Linked DNA regions of Mus musculus: regions 1 and 3 are each linked to region 2. Evidence: chromatin contacts called from public Hi-C data. All regions are on one chromosome and are shown on one strand. Each heading gives the region's core, a stretch centred on a gene start, on an enhancer-like site or on the middle of the called end of the contact. The rest is flanking DNA. Distances are from core to core; before and after follow the strand shown.

Region 1 (2,941 bases), core at 81-2,580, 190 kb after region 2:
GGTCACGCTGTCTCTTCTCAGCAATGGAAACTAACTAACTAGGACAGAAGCGAAGAGGCAGGAAAGGAAGGAGATGGAAGGGAGAAGATGGAAGGAGAATAGGAAAGGGAGGGAAAAGAAAGAAGAAAAATCTGATTGTATTAGCTGACCAGGCATGCTATAGAAGCTCAGAGGTAAGGGAGCATTCTCAGGGCTGGAATAAGGGATTTGAGGCTAGAATCTGAGGTCCTGAAGGTCAGGATCTGGGTGCCTTGATAAGGAAGAGCAAGGGTCTTAGAGAGGGATGGAGGGTTCCATGTCACACAGGACAGGTCTTCATCCAGACCCTTTCAATCCTGGACTTCACACCTGAGGCTGAGTTGTACCTCGGCGTCAACTGAATTATGTCTACTAAAACTCTGAGAGTGAACTTGGCATGGTGGCTCACATCTGTAGTCTTGGTGCTCAGAGACTGAGGCTGGAGGATTGCCATGAGTTGAAGGCCAACCTTGTTATATAGTGAGTTCCAGACCAGCTTTAGCTGGAGTAAGAGCCTGTTGCAAAGCAAAACTGAAAATTCAACACGTGGTGGACACTGCTGTCATCCCAGCACTTGGGAGATAGGAGGAGAAGGAGGATCGAGAGTTCAAGGCCAGACTCAGCTACACATGAAGTGTAATGCCTTGTTTCAAATAAAAATAAACGTGATACTGAATGCCTCCTTAGATTTCCAGACACTGGTCCTTTAAGATGGCAACTCTTTTGCACCATTACCTCTTCAAGAATGGTCTAGAGTTAAAAAGGCCAACACAGTAGCTGCTTACTACATGAGGCTTTTGAGCCCTTCAGATGTAGATGGTGCAACTTAGCTGTTATATTTCATTTTAATGCAATGTTGAGAACAGTGTGGTTCCAGTGGTTGCTGGAGGGTGGGGGAGGAGGGGGATGTCGGCTTTCACCCAGCCCTGGGTAAGAGTTCATTGTTATTGCTGTGTGTGTTCATCTCACTGTTTTGAATGGAGGTGTTAGAACACTGTTAAGCCTTATGTGGCTCACAACTGTAATTCTCTCTGACAGCAGTGGGCAAGCCTCACAAGCCAATGTGATCTGGTTGGCACCACATGCAAGCCATCCCTAACCTTCAGATTTGTGTTTGAATGAACTCCCCAGATCTTTTTATACTCATTAAGCACCGATTGAAAGACCTCAGGAGACTGAGAGGTACTGAGCGTGTGCCCTTCTCTCAACCTGGTCTTTCTAGGGTTGGGAGAGGAGTGGGCGGGGCATCCGGGGGAGAGAGCCCTGCCTGCTACTGTGACATCACAGAATGAAGTCATAGTAACCCATCCCTACCCAAGCTGGCGGCGTGCCTGAGGGGCATTCATCCTCTCCCAACTGCCCACATACCACCTTACCCCCTCTGCTGGCAAGAGGGGACCTGGTGCACCCTCTCCCTCAACACCTGAGCCACGCAACTAAGACCTGTCAGAGCAGAAGCTGAGACACATTTTCAACTCCTGTCAGCTGACTCAAAATGTTTGTCTCACCCAGGAGGTAGGTACACAGCTTTTGGAAATGTTGTTAAAAAAAACTAATTATATTTATTTCACTATTTGAGCCCCATCTCTAGTGGCATGAACACACACACACACACACACACACACACACACACACACACACACACGGAGAGGGGAGTAATGTATAGTTATTGAGCAGTGAGCAAGTATGTTCAGAAGGCCCAGCTAGCCTAAGAAAGCGGCATTGGTGAGACTGGGACAGAGCTCAAAGCTCTGAAGAGCCAGCAGTGTGGGCTCAGGCAGCTCCCCCAAGTTCAGAAAGAAGCCCCCAAAGTACACACATCAACCATCAACTGGTGGAGCCCTTACAGATATGAACATGATAGCAAAAGCCAGTCAGTGCCTGAAATGTTAGTATCTTTCAGGATTAGTTCTCTAGAGAGGGGGCAGGGTTATGGGGAAGCCTGGTGTTAACATGAAGCCACAGATATAAAGCACAGGACACTTGAACCCTTGCCTCATTGTGGAGGCCGTTCCATGACCCGAAATCTGTGGCTTTTGTTAAAAAGTGTCTCCCTGCCCTTTGCTGTGTGGGCACGTTCCTTCAAAAGCAGTGGGCCTTTTAGGGTTGCGGGTCTAAACGCGGACTCTACCATGTCTACATCTGTGATCTGGTGCAAATCAAAGATCGAATCCAAGCAGCACAATGGAGATGGTGCTCTATACCTGGTGGGGTGCGAGGGCCTCGGGAGCAGTTAGCTAGCGAAGGGTCTAACCACTGGCCTGGTAGTTTGGGATGCTTTTTCCTTAGATTCCGCTTTCCTTCCACCTCTTTAGATCTTCAGAACAAAACTGTAGAGGACTCCCCACCTCTCCCGCCAGCCCTTGGGGAAGCAGGTAGGTAACCAGTAGTCCTCAGATGTGTTAAGGGGTTCATGTGCTCACCTCTCGTGTCTACAAAACGAGGCAGGCCTACCTTACCCCTCCATCAGAAAGGACCTAGGGAACCACGTTTTGGAGGGAATAGGGAAACGCTTGATTTGGGATTTGACAGCAACCAGGACACTTGTCCCGTCTGGTGTTAGGAATTTAACCCAGGATCCATTCTCTTCTCTGGGCTGGTCCTCGCCTGCCCTGATGGATAGGCCAACCGGATGCAGGACCCACCCAAGGAAGAGAAAGAGGAAGAAACCTAGTGGTTCCTTGCCACACCTAGAAGTCCCAAGGACTCGCTGCACAAGGGCGGGGCCCTGCGAAACAATTCAAAACACGCTCCCGGTGCGTCGCCACGGCAACCACGCCCGGTGCTAGGCAACTGGGGCGCCGTAGTAAACACCGTCGGGAGGGTTACTCATGGGGAAGCATGGAGAAATCTCATCTGGCTCAGGCACTGAGACAGAGAGAATGAAGATGAAGGGAGAAAGGGAAGGAAAATATGCAACGAA
Region 2 (2,823 bases), core at 139-2,638:
ACTGTTAGACTAGCTCGACCACAGCCTGTAATTCATTCTAATAAATTCTCTTTCCCTGTATAGAAAAAGACTCATTCTAACAGTCCTGTTGCTCTAAATAAAGCCCTGACTAATACAAAGGCCAGTGTTCCAGTCCCTCACTTGGGCATCCAAAGGCTTCCCGTCCCTAGTCCCACCTTTGCACAATTAGACGCCACACATTCCTTCCCCCTTTCTACCTTTTACTGACATTCTTGCAGCCTGTCCATTGCCCCAGCCAAAGGCTGTGAAAACTCACTTTTATGTCTTTCTTCAGACTCTTCAGCCCAGCTGCCCTCCCTCTTGGAGAAGTTCAAGTCAGCTCCCACTTTTCCACCTACTGACTCATTCCATTAAATTCACTTTTCCTGCCTAGTGTCTAATTTCTTTTAAAAACAAAACACCTTATGAAAGATTGCAGTTGTCATGTCTTATAAGTGTACCCTTATGTATGCATGTTCATCTACACACATGCTGGGTCTGGAAAGAAGGAAGGAAGGAAGGAAGGAAGGAAGGAAGGAAGGAAGGAAGGAAGGAAGGAAGGAAGGGAGAGAGAGAGAGAGAGAAAGAAGAGAGGAAGAAAGAGATCAGAGAGAAGGGGGGACGGTAGGAGGGAGGGGCACATAGAGAAAAGACAAAGTAAAGTGGAGGCACCTTGACCCCAGATGAGCCCCAGCTTCTCTGGTCCCTGCAGGGTTCCAGGCTGGCAATACCCTCAGCTTCCTCCCCTGCTCTCTCTCCCTGTCTTCCCCTGTGCCTCCGTCTTTGATGTGTGTCCAGTAACAGCATCAAATCTTAACCAGCAGCCCCATCTTGGAGAAGAACAACAGAAGAGATGAAAATGTAACGTTGAGAAGTTCATGCTCCAAGGAGCACGTGCACTTTGCCTCCTGTAGAGCCCATCCGAGACGAGCCTGGCAGAGGTCTGGCTTTCTGGCACATGCAAAGACCATTGGATACCCATCCCGGTGTATGGGGGCAACTGAGAAATCACCAGGAGACGGAGCTTCCTCTGTGTGCACAAGGGAGCCAGCCATGCCTGCTTCCAAGGACCTGGTTGTCTGAGTGAAGCATGCAAAAAAAAAGAAGACGAAGGAGAGAAAGGAATCATCGACCTACTGTCTCCTCCTCCTCCTGAAAAAGACAGCCCAGCAGACATCCATCCCCCCAGGACTCACAGGCCCTCTGTAAATTACAACCCTGAGCGCTAAGGGTAGCACCCTGGACCAGAGCCAGTGGCTGTCCTGGATGCACTGTTTGCTGTGAGCCTAGGGTAGAAGAGGTGAAGGCCCTTGGCTGGGCTGCTTACAAAATCTCCTTCCCAACCCTGGCTCCTTACTCCCCTTCGAAAGCACTGCAGAGCCTGCGTCTGATTAATGTTGTGCGCTGATATACACAGAAGCCGGCTCCAGATTCCTGGCAAACCGCCCTGCACCCTGCGGAGAGGAGGCTCCACCTGCCCAAGGGCGACCCCTGGCGGCCAGCAGAGAAACTGCGCAAAACTGGGAAAGGTTTGTTTTAAAGAGTGCGGACTGGTATTGGGTGTACACCTCTAATCCCAATTATCTGGGAGGCTAAGGCTGGAGGACCACAAGTTCCAGGACAGCTGAGAAAAATTACTGAGACCTCCGTCTCAAAGAAAGAAAAGAGGCTGGGCATGTGGGTCCTTGGTAGAACATTTGCCTGGTGTGAGTCAGGTCTCAGGTTCAATCCCCAATAATAGTAATTATTATTATTATTATTATTATTATTATTATTATTATTATTATTATTATTATTATTATTATTAAAACAAGCAAAATGTTTTAAGAAATAAAGGCGACAGAGTAAGCTATGCAGCCCCAGATGGTGCTGTACAGGAGGTAGAGTCTAAAGGGAAAGCCAATTTTGCTGTCTTACAGTGCAAGCAGGAAGGAAACATTCTGTTTGGAATGGTGGGGGCTGAAGGAGGTAATTGTGGAGGGGGAAGGTGGAAATGTGAAAATCTGTTGATAGTCGGAATAGAATCTGTTTAATATAATTCTTTCACAAAATAACACTTACAAAGTTTTCCCTGCTCTGAGCCAGGCCTCCTTCCATCTTCAGCACCAAGGCCATATTCTCCCCTCTGCTTCCCCACCAGCTGCTTCGGGAAAGGAATCAACCTATACTACTTGTGTCCTGTACCTGCAGTGATCCTGGGACCCAGGAGTCAAGAGGCTAGCTGTTTGACCTTGAACAATCTGCTCAACATCCTGGGAACTCCTTCCAGAATTCCAGAATATGAAAGCAAGGAAGGGCTTGTGAGTAGCGGGTGGCTCTGTCACCTCTCACTTTCCCATCCTCTCCCATCAGTTGACACACCCATCCTCAGTCCCACCAGGCATCGGTGTACATTTGCTCTGCAAGGAGCCAATTGGTGCACAGTTGACCAGCTTTCGGATGGAGCCTGATGCTTTCAGCCTGATCTCAGAGGCTTTAGGTGGCCATCTTTCACTTTGGTGTCAGATTGCTCTGATGCCCAAGGCTCTCTCGAAGGAGCTGCCACCAACAAGAAGTTCCCCCAGAGACACAACTCCCAAGTCTATAATCATAGGCACCAAGGGAGAAATAATGGACAATTAGATACTTGCTAGGTGACTTTTCCATAAACAGATGTCTTTTTTTCCCAAGGTAGGGTACCAACAGCAGACCAAAGGAGTGGGTCCCATCTGTGTCCAGTTTGATAAAGCAATGTGTTTATTTCAGTAGTATGGCTGACGGGGTACTCGCTGAAGTATGGTGAGTCCAAAGGTTGATGCATGATTATCATGGAGGGAAGCAGAC
Region 3 (2,913 bases), core at 137-2,636, 150 kb before region 2:
AGTCTAATGTCAGAAGTGAAGCTCTCAGAACCTGCAAGATAAATGGTCCATGCTCAGTGGCTGTCTCTTCTTTATCTATTTAAATATTCTATCCTGGGGAGAGGAAGGAGGCTCAGAGTTTTGTAACATTCACCAGTGCCTTAGAAGACTCACAAGGTCCCTTCCAGATGTTGCATAACCAGAAAGCAATTCTGGATGAAGGATGAGACACTTCGGTGCTAGAGCTGCCCCTGAGCCGTGCAGAGAACCCAGTGATACAGCACTGGTGAGCTGTCAATCATCCATCACCACCCACACTGGGGGGGGGGGGGCTGTCCATTGATACAGCTGCCTGAGTCACTCATGCAAGTGACCTCCCACTCAGTAACCCAAACAAGCCCACTGATTTACCAAACGAGACCTGGGTGGGGTCGTTTCTTTGGTCTGTCTTCAGTGCTCTATCTGGAGTGAACAGGTATTTGTTTATGCCTTCCTTGCTCCTTGTCTTGTGCTCATTAAGGAACACTGCTAAAACTGAGAACTGCAGGTAAGCAAGGAAGATAAAGTTGCTGAGATGATCTTTTGGTACAGCCAGAAGCAGGGAGTTCAGCCCTGACATAACCAGGCTGCAGGAAAAAATCAGAAGTACATTGATGCATATCACATATATATACTATAAAGCACAAAGAAGCAAAATCTGAGAAGTTGTAGAAGTTATGAACACGCTCATCCCAAGTCCACCACAGGTTTAAATAGAAGTCAGCTCATTCGGAACATTATTGGCTCTCTGAACCAAAATAAGGATGATTGAAAGGTTCTGTGCCCTGATGAGGGCACAACTAAGAACAGTTACATACCTTAGCCATGGGGATGATGGAAAAGGTGGCATCCTGATGTAGCCACTGCATAGTCTGGCAGACCACTGCTCCAGTCTTAACAATCGGGAGCCATTAGAGACACTGAGCACTGACATAGGAAGATGGAAGTGGGTGGGTATGGGAAGATGGAAAGTGGAAGGAGAGGAACTGGGGAAGAAATGAAGGGAGGAGGAGAGGTGAGAAAGGGAGGAGCTGGGGACTAGGGAGAGAGAAATAAAGGAGGCCCTGCTTTTTACAAGCAAGCCTCGGGATCCCTCCCTTCAGTGAGGGGCTGTGATGCAGGGTCAACATGACCTTTCCAAATACAAATAGAGAAATGGACTCGCTGCTCTCGGACCTCCTGCCTTAGAACTTCTGCTGTGGTTGATCTGAGATGCTGCAGTGCTGGCCTTCTCGATGGAGGAGGCTGCCTTCCGGTCCAACCTGGGAAACGTAGCTCCGGGTGCCAAGCTAGCCTAGGGATCACGCCTGTAAGTGGAACAGCAGATGGTCCTGCTCTGCCACTGTTTCTTTGTGGCTGTGTCACAGTCTGGCTGTGGGTGACTCACTTCCCAGTGCATTTCAGTTTCCCATCTGCAATATGCGATGACAGCCCTAACCCTAAGCGCTGGGAGGCGACTGGGAGGGACAGTCTGAAGAACCTCAGATTCCATGCTTCATGGCTTCAAGAAGTAAACCCTGAGCTGGGCACACAGCTCTGTGGGCAAGGCACTTGCAGTGCAAGCATGAAGACAACAGTCACATCTCAGCACCCACATAAGTGTGTGAGGGGCTGTTTTTCTCTTGTAATCTCAGTGCTCTTGAAGTAGAAAAGAAAAATCTCTGGAGCAATCTAGATAGGTAGAATAACTGAACCCATGGGTTCTGGGCTTGGTGAGAGACTTTGTATCATTATATAATGTAGAGAGAAATGAGGAAGACACTCTAGGTCAACCTCCAACCTCCACGTGCACGAATGGGCACACACATTGTGCAAATATACATGTTCATGTGCACATCAATGTAATACACAAAATAGAAGTCATAATAAAAATAACAACAAAAATAATAGCCGTAAACTCCTAGGAGAAGTGGGCCACAGACCCATTTCTTTGGCAAGAAATGTTTTCCTCTACTCAAAGCCTAAATTCTCTGCAGAGCCGATCTCCATAAAATGTCAAGCCTGAGCAAAGGGTGAGAGAGTTTAAGGACATGCTCCCTCATAACAGCCGCCCAGCACATGATTCAAATATACGGTTCAATAAATAGAAAATGAGCGCATTGCCACCCTTTGGGGTCTTTGTCAAACGGTCAAATCTATAAAACACTGCTCATGTTTATTGAATTTCTGTCTAATTTTAAAAGTAATATATGTACATTTTTTAAGAATTAAAACACAAAAAGAGGGTGGTAAAAATGTCCCATAAATAACTGTTAATAGTCTGGTATGTTTCCTTCCTATCTCTCTATATGTAAATAAGATCATGAGATCACATTGCATGAATCCAATTTTATATCTTCTCTTCTGTACTGTGTGCTATGCTGTAGGCATTTCCTAAGGTCATTAAGTATTCCTCAGAAATATGATTTGTATTTGTTTCATAAAATTCCATCATATGCACATAATATAATTTATTTAACCTTAACCCATAAGGGGACCTTTGTGTAGGCTGTTTCCTATTTAATCCTTACAAATCATAGTATACTTGGGATTTTTGTATGAATTTATGATCATTTTATTAGGGTAGATTCCTAGAAGTGAAATTACTAGGTCAAATTGGCAGGCTTTCAGTAGCAAATAAAAGAAAATTGAACTCAAACAAGGATGGCGACCAGCCACAGTCAGGGCTGTGATGTTTTAGTCATATCCGGTGGAAGGGGGCACATTTCAGTTTCATAATTCCAAGGGAATATTTTAGTATTCACTGTGATTGGAATATAGGTTTTCCCTCCACCTAGATACAAAACAAACACTGTGGGCAGAGGTTTCAAGTGTTCCCATGGACTTAAGCCAATTAAGGGCATTCTGGAACACAGAATCAGCTTGCCTTGATTCCTGTGGTCCAATGTAGATAGA

What was found. Hi-C and Micro-C count contacts between places; a contact is called where the count stands out from the background.
Region 1: a contact with region 2 is called in a Hi-C map of cortical neurons, with 4 times the contacts expected there. The contact joins the promoter of Gsg1 here to the enhancer-like site in region 2. A contact is called at or near these places in 8 of 484 Hi-C or Micro-C datasets (the N1E-115 cell line, cortical neurons, embryonic fibroblasts and 3 more), 1 of 115 datasets of contacts at active chromatin or transcription factors (pancreatic cancer cells) and 2 of 9 other capture datasets (adipose tissue and embryonic stem cells).
Region 3: a Hi-C map of cerebral cortex shows a contact between it and region 2, with 3 times the contacts expected there. The contact joins two enhancer-like sites. A contact is called at or near these places in 4 of 39 promoter capture datasets (3T3-L1-derived adipocytes, the HPC-7 cell line, hippocampal neurons and 1 more), 6 of 484 Hi-C or Micro-C datasets (cerebral cortex, cortical neurons, nephron progenitors and 1 more) and 1 of 115 datasets of contacts at active chromatin or transcription factors (pancreatic cancer cells).

Annotation. Positions count from the first base shown.
Region 1 is chr6:135,252,725-135,255,665 of GRCm38.p6, reverse strand. It overlaps Gsg1 (germ cell associated 1), which reads left to right and starts at 1,330. Exons shown (of 7, transcript NM_010352.2): 1 at 1,330-1,533; 2 at 2,334-2,393.
Region 2 is chr6:135,443,431-135,446,253 of GRCm38.p6, reverse strand. No RefSeq gene overlaps it. Among named protein-coding and RNA genes, the nearest start is that of Gm25136, 82 kb to the left of the region's middle. Within about 2 kb of position 1,388, at least 105 of the 459 cell types and tissues checked have an H3K27ac peak or open chromatin away from gene starts, as enhancers often do. A contact at or near this core is called in the N1E-115 cell line, cerebral cortex, cortical neurons and 2 more, where this site is marked.
Region 3 is chr6:135,589,759-135,592,671 of GRCm38.p6, reverse strand. No RefSeq gene overlaps it. Among named protein-coding and RNA genes, the nearest start is that of Gm25136, 65 kb to the right of the region's middle. Within about 2 kb of position 1,386, at least 5 of the 459 cell types and tissues checked have an H3K27ac peak or open chromatin away from gene starts, as enhancers often do. A contact at or near this core is called in cerebral cortex, where this site is marked.